Linked DNA regions of Hordeum vulgare: region 1 is linked to region 2. The links are chromatin contacts, called in public Hi-C maps. All regions are on one chromosome and are shown on one strand. Each heading gives the region's core, a stretch centred on a gene start, on an enhancer-like site or on the middle of the called end of the contact. The rest is flanking DNA. Distances are from core to core; before and after follow the strand shown.

What was found. Hi-C and Micro-C count contacts between places; a contact is called where the count stands out from the background.
Region 1: a Hi-C map of leaf shows a contact between it and region 2, with 4 times the contacts expected there. The contact joins the promoter of LOC123427179 here to the promoter of LOC123427176 in region 2. A contact is called at or near these places in 4 of 6 Hi-C or Micro-C datasets (leaf and seedling) and 1 of 1 datasets of contacts at active chromatin or transcription factors (embryo).

The regions. Positions count from the first base shown.
Region 1 is chr2H:549,510,925-549,517,226 of MorexV3_pseudomolecules_assembly, forward strand. LOC123427179 reads right to left here and starts at 3,956. Exons shown (of 2, transcript XM_045111159.1): 1 at 3,420-3,956; 2 at 3,098-3,327. The coding sequence starts at 3,854. The coding sequence ends at 3,223. LOC123427177 (adenine phosphoribosyltransferase 2-like) reads left to right here. Exons shown (of 7, transcript XM_045111158.1): 3 at 30-122; 4 at 427-576; 5 at 1,384-1,442; 6 at 1,955-2,037; 7 at 2,117-2,462. The coding sequence ends at 2,011.
Region 2 is chr2H:549,376,018-549,381,875 of MorexV3_pseudomolecules_assembly, forward strand. It overlaps LOC123427176 (trafficking protein particle complex subunit 2-like), which reads left to right and starts at 4,156. Exons shown (of 5, transcript XM_045111156.1): 1 at 4,156-4,276. It overlaps LOC123427175 (dol-P-Glc:Glc(2)Man(9)GlcNAc(2)-PP-Dol alpha-1,2-glucosyltransferase), which reads right to left and starts at 4,017. Exons shown (of 9, transcript XM_045111154.1): 1 at 3,871-4,017; 2 at 3,667-3,806; 3 at 3,090-3,178; 4 at 2,681-3,014; 5 at 2,087-2,348; 6 at 1,637-1,774; 7 at 1,322-1,526; 8 at 877-1,019; 9 at 331-798. The coding sequence starts at 3,756. The coding sequence ends at 539.

The DNA.
Region 1 (6,302 bases), core at 2,706-5,205, 130 kb after region 2:
TGGCTGACATCTTGTGCTGCTGCTACTAGGCATTGAGGCGAGAGGGTTCATATTTGGCCCGGCGATTGCGCTGGCCATCGGAGCCAAATTCATACCGCTGCGCAAACCCGGGAAGCTCCCAGGTAACACTGTAATCTCCACCCTGCACTTCCACATCATCCCCATCTTCTCAGCTGTGACGGGGATGATCCGACATGTGCTTAGAATCAAGTGCTCTACTGCGACTACAGTACTGATGCATACTGAATCCTCGAGCACATTAACCACCTACCTACATCCTGAACATGTCATTTTTCCTGAATTTTCTCTACATCCTCTGAGTAGACTGAGCTGCAGTTTACTGTATTTTCTCCAAAAGAAAAAAAAAAGAAAACAGTCGTTAGTGGTTTACAAAATGTGCTAATTTCGCTCTACAAAATAACGAAGGCGAGGTGATTTCCGAGACTTATACGCTTGAGTACGGGACGGATTGCTTGGAGATGCATGTTGGCGCCGTCGAACCTGGCGAGCGTGTGGTGGTGGTTGATGATCTGGTTGCAACCGGTGGAACACTTTCTGCAGCTATAAAACTTCTTGGTGAGTCTCTCCCTCTTCTTCTCTCTAAGATTGGTGCACATGCAGATGGAATGTGAATAATTCTTGCATGGAGCTTCTGCTACACCAGCACTCTAGTAGTCCAGTAAATAAATATAACGGGGATAAGTAAGTCAAAGGATGTGTGATGCTGATATGGAATAATCTCTGATAGTCTTGCCAAAAAAGACGCATCGAGTATCATGCAGTGTAGCCACTTAAGCATCTCAACATCTTAGTGATAAGTGACAACATGTAGTAGAGTAGAGGACCATCATGTTTTATTGACAAGAAGCAAAGTTTGCCCGTGAGTGTGACAAATTCCTGTTTGAAAGATAAGCCCTATATACGGGGGTAGCTACTAGCTAATTACATAAAGGTGTGGCTTTGATGCGACTGGACTAATAATTTCCTTCTTTTTCATGCTACCAAGAGGAAACTTTGTACTACCCCCGTCCCGGTGTATAAGTCATTTGCTTAGTTCTAGGTCGATAATTTAACTATCTAAATATGTATCATATGTAATAAAAAATATATATTTAGAAACTACATCCGTGTAAAAATCTAGTGATATACTTTTCATGACATATAACACATATTTAATTCCTTAAATCGGTGACCTAGAACTACGCTAATGACTTATAGACCGGGACGGAGGGAGTAGATAAGTATCGAGCATTCACGTCACAGAGAAAACGAGGAGTTCTAATTACATGTCTCGCTCAATCATATGAATATATCATGAGCTAACAACATGAAAATGTCTTTTGACTAATCTTTTCATGATTGGTGCAATTATTTGCATTCCAGAACGTGCCGCAGCTGATGTTGTTGAGTGTGCATGCCTCATTGGACTCCCCAAGTTTAAGGTACGCAAGGGCTAAGGTGAAACAACCCTAGCTAACAAATTTACTACTACAAGTATTGCACTACTATGCGACTTGGACAGATGAATTGAGAAAGCAATGAACAAAATAAGCACTGAGCTGACAGGTTACTAAACTTACCTGTGACCAACTTATCTAGAAGAATCCTAATTTGCAAACCCTACTAGGACTTCCCTATTTTACTTACAGGAACACATCAACCTAGGCTTATATGTTCTCCTCTATGAACATACTTGCTGTAAATTGAACATATCAGGGATTGTGAGAAAAAATGGAAGCTTGAGTTTGGAAAATATACCACAAATAGAAACACTACATGCATACATTTTCCCCCGACAATGGAAGCTTTTCGTTGATTTTATCATCGCATCAAGAATATAGACATCAATCAAATATTTAACACATGGAAAATACATATTTCTAAGAGTGGCAAATGTATTTAATACCATGATATTTATTTTGGAATGGAGGGAGTAACTTTGTGTATTCTGCAGGATTTCTACAAGCTCGATGGAAAGCCAGTTTACATACTGGTGGAGTCCCGCAAATAAAAAATGAAATGATGATGATTGATCAGGCAAGTGTTTATAGTCTGATTGTTGAAATATCTGTCAGTAGTTTTTGTTAATGTTTTTCCAACATATTTTGCAACACAGCGAGGCCTGAACTAATTCTGGCCTTGTTTCTTCGTCAGAGAAAGGATGACAGCTTCATTCATTTGCAAGGGCGCGCACGGTGGATGTGCATTGATAAGTCTGCAGTACACTGTTAGGGGCAGCTGCTATTGCTAAGTGTCTTGATGGAGAGTGTGAGATAGATGAGATGTAGTCTTCCTAGCACTAGTTTTTCCAGTAGTAGAGTATTTGATGAGAGCTTTGTAGTTATTTCTGTCGGGAATCACCGCTGTTAGCCGCAAAGAAAAGAACCATCCTGTTGTTCAGGTTCTTTTATGAGATTTTTGTGTGTGCATCTAAGCATTAATTTATTCCATTGTCTCTAAAATTGAAGCATCGGTAGTTTCTGAACAAGAAAGTTACATCGGTAGTTTCTGAACTTAAGCTATGAAAATAGAACAGCCTGGTTGGTTCAGGAGGTTTGATCAGTTTTCCTGAGCAAAATCTTGCCACGATACCGATCTTGGCACACCGGCGGAGCACGGGAGCTGCTGCTGGGACGCCGATCTCAGAATGCCGGAGCCGGAAGGACGCGCGAACTGCTGCTGCGATGTCGACCTCGGCATGTGGCCCGAGGAGAGCAGCGGGGAGCTCGCCGTGTGGGGGTCAGCGAACTGCTGGCACGAGACCGACCTGGGCATACCGCCGGCGCGGTGGAGCCTGCACCGGAAGGAGCCAGGGTGCTCGGTTGGCGAGCAGATGCAGTGCCCCTTCGCCTTGGCTGGCACCTTGGCCGCCGTGGCGGCGATCTTGGAAGCCATCTTCAGAGCCCCGGTTGAAAGTTGAAACTGTCGGGTGATCCGGCGCGTTTTGTTTGTTTTAGTTGCGATTCCCGCGGGCTATTTGTAACGGAATTGCAGGGTGGATTTCGACTCGGATTCAGGTTCGTTACGATTCCATCAGAAACCTGATGATCGGTTGCAAACTGAAACTAACTGACGGAAAAATAGGACGCACACTGAATAGAGAAACTGGCGATAGTTTACTACTACACATGACAGGCAACTTACAAACACGCTCGAACTCATCAATAATCAAACATAAGAACAAGGAAGTTGCGGGCGCGATCGATCAATCGATGGGTGGATTCAGAGCATTGGAAGCATCGTCTGGAGCAGGGGAGCCGGCCGGGACCGGCGGTGCCGCGCCTTGAACTTCCTGATGGCCGCTGTGAGCACCCTCCTCCACCCCTCCTGAACAACCCAAGCCAACAGAAACCTCGTAACCCAATGGAAGATTCGGAGAGCGAGCTCAAGCTCGGAGGGGTTCATGTGCAGGGAACTACCTTGGTGGGGGCGGGCGATGGCAGCGGCGGCGACAAATCCAGCTTCTTCGCCCTGCCCGTCTCGTGGAGGTCGAGGAACGAGCCGTCCCGCCGCAGCCGCCGGCGCCGCCACCTCGACCTGCCGCCGCCTCCGGCGGCAGCGTCCTTGAGCCTGCTCCCGGCCCTCGCCCGGCGCCTCAGCTTGGCGATGAGGAAGTCCCTGGAACCGGCTCCGCCGGAGGCCGGCGACTCGCTCGGGATCTTGTTGATCGGGGACCAGATGCCGCTCTGGCAGTAGTCGAAGTCGTAGGCGGAGGAGTCGGGGAACTTGCCGAGGAGGCCCCGCGACATTGACTGCTCCAGGTACTCCACCGTCACCACGCGCTCCACCACCATCACCGCGGTGGATGGGTTGCCGTTGTCGCCGCCGGCGTCTGCCTCGGCCTTGCTGTTCATCTTGGCTCAGGGCTCGAGGAAGTGCTTGGAGTTGAGAAGGAGCAGAGGGAATGGAGAGCGTGGTGATCGGAGGAAGGGAGGGAAATGGGTGGGAAATGGAGGAGATCAGTGGAAGTGACCGTTGTGGTGTCTGGGCGGGCACTCGACCGTTGGGATCTGGAGGGTTCGTGGCACTGGTAAGTGGGGTCTGGAACTGCCTGCACCAAAGCTGATGCGTACGTCAAATATTTGTGAGGGATTCAAAAATGCTAAACATACAAAGAGTTACATAAAGTTACACGCTGATTAGGATTGTTTCTTCCTAACTAACCACTCATCCCCTGATTTTTAAGAGGGTGAGGCCCTCATCTCCCTTAATCTCCAATCAAAATCCGCCTGTTTGTAAAACCTATGTAGAGTTATGTATGTGTAGCATGGCTCGTGAGGGATTGGGGCGAAGTATTTCTGTTCTTTCTCCGTATGCAAATCATAATGGGAAACTCTTTGTATCATAGTCTGGTAAGATTTCAACGTCAGACCAGTCGAACGTCGTTGATCTTCTTCAAATCTGATGCTAGGGAGTAGTCTTGCTTTTGTAAATAATGAAATAAATTAAATCACCCCGTAACTTCCGCGCGTACCCCAGATTCCAATCGGGACACATATTTTCCTCCATCCTGAGCTCACCTCTCGGTCCTCGCCAGATCCCCTTTCCCCTGCTTCGCCACCTGCATCTCCTACTCTCCTCTTCGTCCTCGTCGAGCAGCACAGAGAGCTCACCAGCCAGTTCCGCTCCCCTGCTCCTCCTTCTCTCATCGTACCGTCGCGCACATATGTGGTCACGACGCCCTCCACTACCATGCGGCAAGCAAACATGGTCGGGGAGGCTGACTAGCGGCGACATGCGCGGGTGGCAGGTACATCAGGCACCGAGGAAACTGCATAGCGACTTGTACGTGATTGCAATTGCGGGTTGCATCGTGCAGCCGTTCTTCTCCGTGTTGACGGTGCGGGAACTCACGCAACTAATGATAGGAAACTACGCCTTGCATCTAGTTTCTTGTCAATTTTACTGTAAGCAATGAATACTCTTATTTGGAACGATTCTATCATCCTCAGATTATGTTTATTCTTGTGAAACAATGTTACTTGACTAATTGGTTGCATCAGGGCCCTCACTTTGTTAATAATCTTGTTTTAGCAGACAATGCAGCCAACAAGTGACGCGGTTTCTTGATCTCTCATGCCCCCTCGCCGCCCTGGGCTCTGTCATAATCATGCTTCCAGTTAACACGAATTATGTTCTGAACATAGTATCTTCATGCTTCTTATCCATGGTGATTTTAAATTATAATACATATGCTACTTCGTGGGAGAGTATGCTTCCATAGATAGACAAACCTCACTGAAATTTGTATGTAGGTGACACCAAACATGCATCCCTATGTTGCCGCAAACTTAGTTCGTTTCTATGTTCGATATTCTATACCTCAAAAGAGAAGCCAGATTCATATACTGTACATATTTCATGCTTTCAGCGAGCTTCTGAATCTATCTTCTTTTGTTTATGTAGTTTGCTTCCATCTTTTTTCCAATGTCGAATACTCAGTCATACATATCTGCATTGTGTGTGTCCTAAAGTTGCAGCATGGTACCATCCAATCTTATATTTGTTTAGCTTCATAAATTTTCTTCGACCACTACCAAGCATGTTTCATTCTTTCTCGCTTTTTTATTCCAACGGCCTTGCTTCCGTTGGTTTCTATGTATGCTTCTGTTGAATAGATGTTTTGTTGCTTGCAGTGATATCTTCCTTACCTGACATGTTTTTATGGTTCAAGTGTTTATTTTGCTGGTAATTAAATTGCGCTTCTACCACTATCAATGTGTGCTTGTTTTATTTCTTGCACATTTCCTTGTCTTCTCATCTATTTCAAATATTTTCCACAATATTTCATTATTTCTTGCATATATTTTTATGGTTTCCAATTTCGACGGCAACCGCTGTGAGTATCGGCTTCCATTAATTATCATCATGGATAATCCTATGTTTTTGACAATAAGGCTAAGATTGTTGTTCACATACCCACTGCATGCAACTACGCTTCATGGTTTATTAACACCTGTATATCTGTTATGGTGAGATTTTGCATCGACCACTGTCATTCTATGTTTCTTATTGTACATACATATTCTCTGGAACTATGAGTGTTTCAACCACTTCGAGCCATAGTTTCTTGTAGATTTTGTTGTACTAACGTTTTTGTTATCAAAATACATTCCATTGTAAATGCAGGCTTTCTTGCTTCTGAATATTGTCTGCTTATCGATACTTTTAGACACCCGACTTCAGGCATGCTTCTTGTTTCTACACAATGCCAATGAGGCTATGTTGACGTAGAGCATGGTGAACGGGACCTCACACTGCTATTCACCAACGACTATTGTGTTTGCGAGAGGGAGCTTATG
Region 2 (5,858 bases), core at 2,906-5,405:
AACGGATGGAGTATAAGTCTTTAAAGAGATTTCACTATGGACTACATACGAAGCAAAATGGATGAATCTACACTCTAAAGTATGTCTATATTCATCCGTATGTAGTACCTAGTGGAATGTCTAAAAAGCATGTATGACAAGTATTTTTGGACGGATAGTATAAGTCTTTAAAGAGATTCCACTATGGACTAAATACGAAGCAAAATGGATGAATCTACACTCTAAAGTATGTCTATATTCATCCGTATGTAGTACCTAGTGGAATGTCTAAAAAGACTTATAGTACTTAGGAACAGAGGGAGCACGAAACAACACACATTTGGGTGCATGTTCAAGAAAAAAAATTCTCTTCCAACATCGAAGCAGGCATGTTTGACTTCCTTTAAACTCAAAGAACACTCTAGTATACACGAAAACTGACCAAAAAAATTAGGATCACACATCATTGTAGTTCTAATTTTCCAAGGGGGGCGCCGATAAGCCAGAGCGGATGGACTGAACACTGGAGTTGGTCACTCGTCAGTTTCGTTAATCCAAGCTACCACATGAACCTTTGTGTTCCCGTCTCATGGCCCCAATGGAATGGTCTGAACAGAAACATCGCCAGAGTGAACAAATCAACAGCAACATATGCAGACCCCAAAACAAGCAATTTGCCATGACCAATGACTGGGGAATTGAGAACCAGTATGACCAATGGGATTGTGTAGTATCTAAATTCGACCAACGGGGCAGGAACAAGAACCAGAGCAACCGAAAAAACAAAGGACACCACCCAAACTCTCGGCTGCGATTTCCCTGTAAAGGTCAGAGGTTTTAGTTCATTATACTTCTCAAAATAGACAACCTTTTCGAAACTTAAAAGAAAAAATTCACCTAAGATGTTGATTACTGAAAACCATGAGTACACATAGAGTGGAATCAAAATGTATTTCATCATCCAGTGAGCTTGGATGACCTTCCTCCAGATATAGAAGGTGTAATGTCTATTGTCAGCCAGAAGATATGGATGAGCAATGCTGCACCAGAAGATGAGGCTATTAGGATTTCACAAACAGAAAAAAGAAGACAAAGGAAAGTATTGGTTATGCAGAAGTAAAAAGCAGAGTCGTCAACAATCTTCTGACATGTTTGACTGCAACTGGAGTTCTGCTCATAGATTGCAATAGCTAAATTAAATATGTATATAGTTATACTTGCCAATTAACTTCAGTTTGAATTTAGTGAAATACTGTCGGCATTAACAAGCCTCTAAAGGTTTTGATTTTTGAAAATATACTCAAAGCGAACAAGGCACATACGAGGTGTTCAAGTAACAAACCTGAATAAATGTACAGCCACAAAGCTTAAACCAAGAGCTGTCAGCATTGCCAGAGAACTGAAGGTTTTGTTCTTTCTACACCAGTAGAATAAGTCTGATACTCGTCCAGGAGTAAAATGCCACGGCAGGAGGGCAGTAGCTGACACTAGACCAAAGTACAATAACTGTGCAAAATGTGGTGAAACAACATGAGCTTCCTTGGCACCTGCATCACTCCAAGCAATGGCGCATGTTAGCAATTATCTACTGTATCACTTAATCAACTGCTAATCCCTATGAAATATGTAAAAAGAGCAATTCATCATAAGAATTTACCTAGTACTATGCCACCATTCCAGATTATAAATGCTACAAATACCACCAGAACTATTGCGAATGGCGCAAAAGTGATTAAAACTTTACACTTTGAATTCCATAACTTGAAGGCAAAGTCGAATAGTTCTTCCGTAAAACCTGCACATCAATCATACATACTTAATATGTTGTGGAAAGGACTGCACACACAAAATCACATGATCTTGTAGAATTCACATCCTTCTCAACAAAAAAACACTTTGCATTCAGAATTAAAATGTATAGTTGATAAAATATTGCATCTGGTGTTCTCATAACAAGAAGAAAGATATCAATAATATCCTAAATATTTTCAATTTTAAAGTACATTAGCTAGCCGCCTAGTGAATCTAAAAATGGAAGCTACAAGCTTACAGTAAAAGTTCAAAAATACTACATAATTTTCTCAATTAAAACAGCTGGAGTACTCACTGGTGTGCAATTTAGTAGATCCAGAAACAACTCCCCTCTTACTTATGGGGTGATTAGCTCGTCGTCTTCTCAAACCTAAAGCACTGACTTTGTTATCCCTGTCAGACTCTTTTGTCCTTGACTTATCTGTTAGTTCACTGTTCTCATCAGAAAGGCAGTCACCAAGAGGAAGATCTTGTACATATTCAATGGCTCCATTGGCAGCAAAAAATATCATCCATATTACATTAGTCTGCCGGAAAAGTATTGAGAGAGCACCGAACTGCAGGCAAAAGGAACGAAAATAATTAACAAAGGCAGGAAGTATATCAAAAACTTCAATGTGAAATGAGTGTTTTTTTTTAATTCGTGAAATGAGTGGTTTGGTTGTTAAAAAATGATGTGGGGTACTGAACTTTTTTTTTATGAACAACCTTCGCCATCAAGTATGTTACAAACAAATTTTACGAACGTATAACTTCCTGTAACTCAAGCAAGCTAAAAAAGCTACTGTTGTGAGCACAATAAATCAACAAATAATGTATACGCTATTGTCTCCGCAAAATGCAACCTTATCTCACTGAAAGGTATAAAGAGCCGCGTTCAAACACTCACCAGTGCACTGACCCAAAAGCGTTTCTTCAAGCAGGACAGGTACATCGCAAGAACTGCAGCTAATGATGCGACATCAGTATAATACAGAAAGGTAAAGAACCAGTGAACAGGATACAACGCTACAAGAATAGCATAAGCAGTTGCCTTCGTCTTGCCAATTCCTGGCTTGATACGCAGAAGCAGATCATGGACAAGAACACCGCAAACCATTGCCATTATAACATTAGTTGACCGGAGAAGTGCCGTGGTGCAAAGGGGGTCAAATGCCTCTGCTGCCTTAATAGCCCATGCACCAGGGAACAGAGAAGCAAGATATGCTAAAGAAATGTAGTACCTGCGAAATTGCAGACAACAGTTCGTCACAAGAAAAAAATTGAGTTTGAAACAATAAGGAGTAGTCAAAGCTCACAGGCCAGGAGGGGTGGTGATCATGGGATCCCATGTTAAGAAATCTCCACGGCAATAGTGCTGCGCCTGTGGAACATGGAATATCTCATCCTAAAAACAAACAATAAAGTGGTAGTGGACATGTTATCATGTTATATTTGGAAGCATATTGTGCTATACACATTTTCAGAATGAGAATACAGCGAGATTAGACAATCATGGATCCTAAAGATCTTGCTACAGCTCTACCTATGCCCCACATCTGCTTGCCAAATCTATTTTTTTTTTCAGTAGAACTCAACTTTCTATATAACCATGAAACTATAACTCAGGAAATTCCTTCGTGCGAACGATGACATTTTCCCACATGAGAACCAATGCTACCATATTGATGCAAATGTTTGTGCCTAATATCTTACTTGTATAAGCAGCATTACAATTTCAGACCCTAAAGGTTGAGGATGTTGTGAAACAAAAGGGATCGCTGTTTCCCAATTAGCAGTTCTTCAGATAACTAGATTGCCTTAGTACCACTGTACTTCATCATCAAACTATAATCAAGTGACATCAGACATGCATATCCTGGCAAGAGGACTCACCATGTAGGGGTCAGGCACGATGGAGTCAACCAAGGCGGCGATCGGGATAGCCCATGCGGCCACCGCGGCGGCGACGGCCAGCCTCCCCATCCCGCAAGGCGGGGCTCTCAACTCCGGGAACCCTACTTGAGAGAGCTACCCTGCTTCAGATCCAGTTCAGCGCTCGGGACTCGGAAGCACAGAGCTCATCACACGAGTCCTCACCAGGTTATCGGAGGCTATGCAGGCCCGCGCCGTCGGAGCGAGCTCGCCGGCGATACGACGGCGGCCGGACGGCTCTACGCTGCTGCTGCTGCTGCCGGCGTCTCGCCGGAGGTCTCAGGCTAGACGACCGGTGGAGATTTCAGAGCCGCGACACCTCGGCCCAGTCGTTTGTAACATACCGGCTCGAGCAGGAAGGCCCACGACTCTGCCTGCCCAATGCACCGGCCCGGCCCGGCCCGGCCCAACCAGCGGCGGCAGGTACCTAGCGAACGGGAAAGAGGGCGAAGTCTCATTCGTTGCGCTTAGATCTCTCGCCCCCTGATCTCTCCCGAGGCGCGAGCAGGACGACGCCGGCGGGCGGCTCCGGCGACCGGAGACTCTGCGGTCTTCCCTCCGCCCTTTCCATGTGAGCAGCTCCTACTCTTCTTCTCCCCCATCTCGGGTTTTCTTAGGTTTGGATGGATCAGCTTAGTCTTTGCTTAATCGGCAGCGGATAGCCTGTGAAAAGAATCGACAGGGAGCAGCAGTGTTGTTGCAAGACTTGCTGAGTCTAATCGGCTGAAGGGAAATGTATTGTGTAGGGCATATCACGCCCAGTTGAATACTGGCTTCGCTAGTTTTAGCTAGACCTAGGATCTTGACAAAGCCACTTGGCCAAGAAGGAATTGATATAGAAGTGAGGACCAGTGGGAGTAGAATTATATTGAGATCTGATGAATGGTTGGGATATGCAAAAGTCTCGCGTTGGTCTTAAATACAATTGCGATCAGAGTATCTTCAAATCCCTCTGATTCTTAGTGCTTGATACATTCTTAGATCACTTGGGGCCTCAACGAAAGAGCCCTCTGATTTTGAAGTATATCTCCAGTCCAATATAAGCTGGTGTTTCTTGCCACCGATTGCTGTAAACATCTGTAGTGAGATGCCTAGAACTTCTTGAACCAGACTTGGTTTGGCCATAGTATTGACTTCAGTCACAAACTCACCCATACTTGAGAAGAATATGTTGTGGCTGTTATAGTTTTATTATGCTGTTATTCTACTCTGAGCATGAGCAGTGAGCAATTGTTGAAATTTTGCTATACAACTCATGGTTTCATGTTAATCAAACTGGGAGATGCCCTCTATTTCTAAAAAAATGTTGAAATCTTAGTAATTAAACTAGATAAAACCTTTGATTATGCAACTAAGCGTTATTCCACTGAACTACGATTTTAACACACAAAAAAAACCTATGTCTAGGAAAAGCACAAGTTTATAGATTTTTGGTACAAACACAGCTTGCATCTTAACAGCAACAGGGCCATAACTAAAATGTGTTAGCGCACAGAAGTGAGATGATATTTGGTTGCAGTTAAAGTCTCTTAGTACAAAGCAACAGAAGGCATGCACACAAGCTGGCATTTCTTGCCACAGATTGCTATAAACATCTAGTGAGATGCCTAGAATTTCTTCAACAAGACTTGGTTTAACCATAGTATCAACTTAAGTCACAAATTCACCCATACTTGCGGAGGATAAGTTGTAGCTGTTAAGATTTTTATGAGCAATTGTTGAAATTTTGCTATATGAGTCATGGTTTCATGTTACTGGAACTGGGAGATGCCCTCTGTTTCTAAAACAAATGTTGAAATTTTGCTAATAAAACTAGATAAAACCTATGAATGTGCACCTTTTCATGTCAGTTTTTCACACATGCTCCAATCTCTACAATCTGAGCAATCGGGAGTTATTCCATTGAACCATGATTTTAACACACAAAAAAACCTATTTCTAGTAGAAGCACAAGTTTACAGAGTTTTCGGTACAGACACAGCTTGAGTCTTAACAGCAACAGAGCCATAACTAAAATGTGTTAGCCTACAGAAGTGAGATGATATCCAGTTGCAGTTAAAGTCTCTTAGTAAAAGCAACAGAAGGCATGCACATCAGTAATCAGTTACAGCCTTAAAGATAGATTAACAACAAATTTGCACTTGGATAGAGCC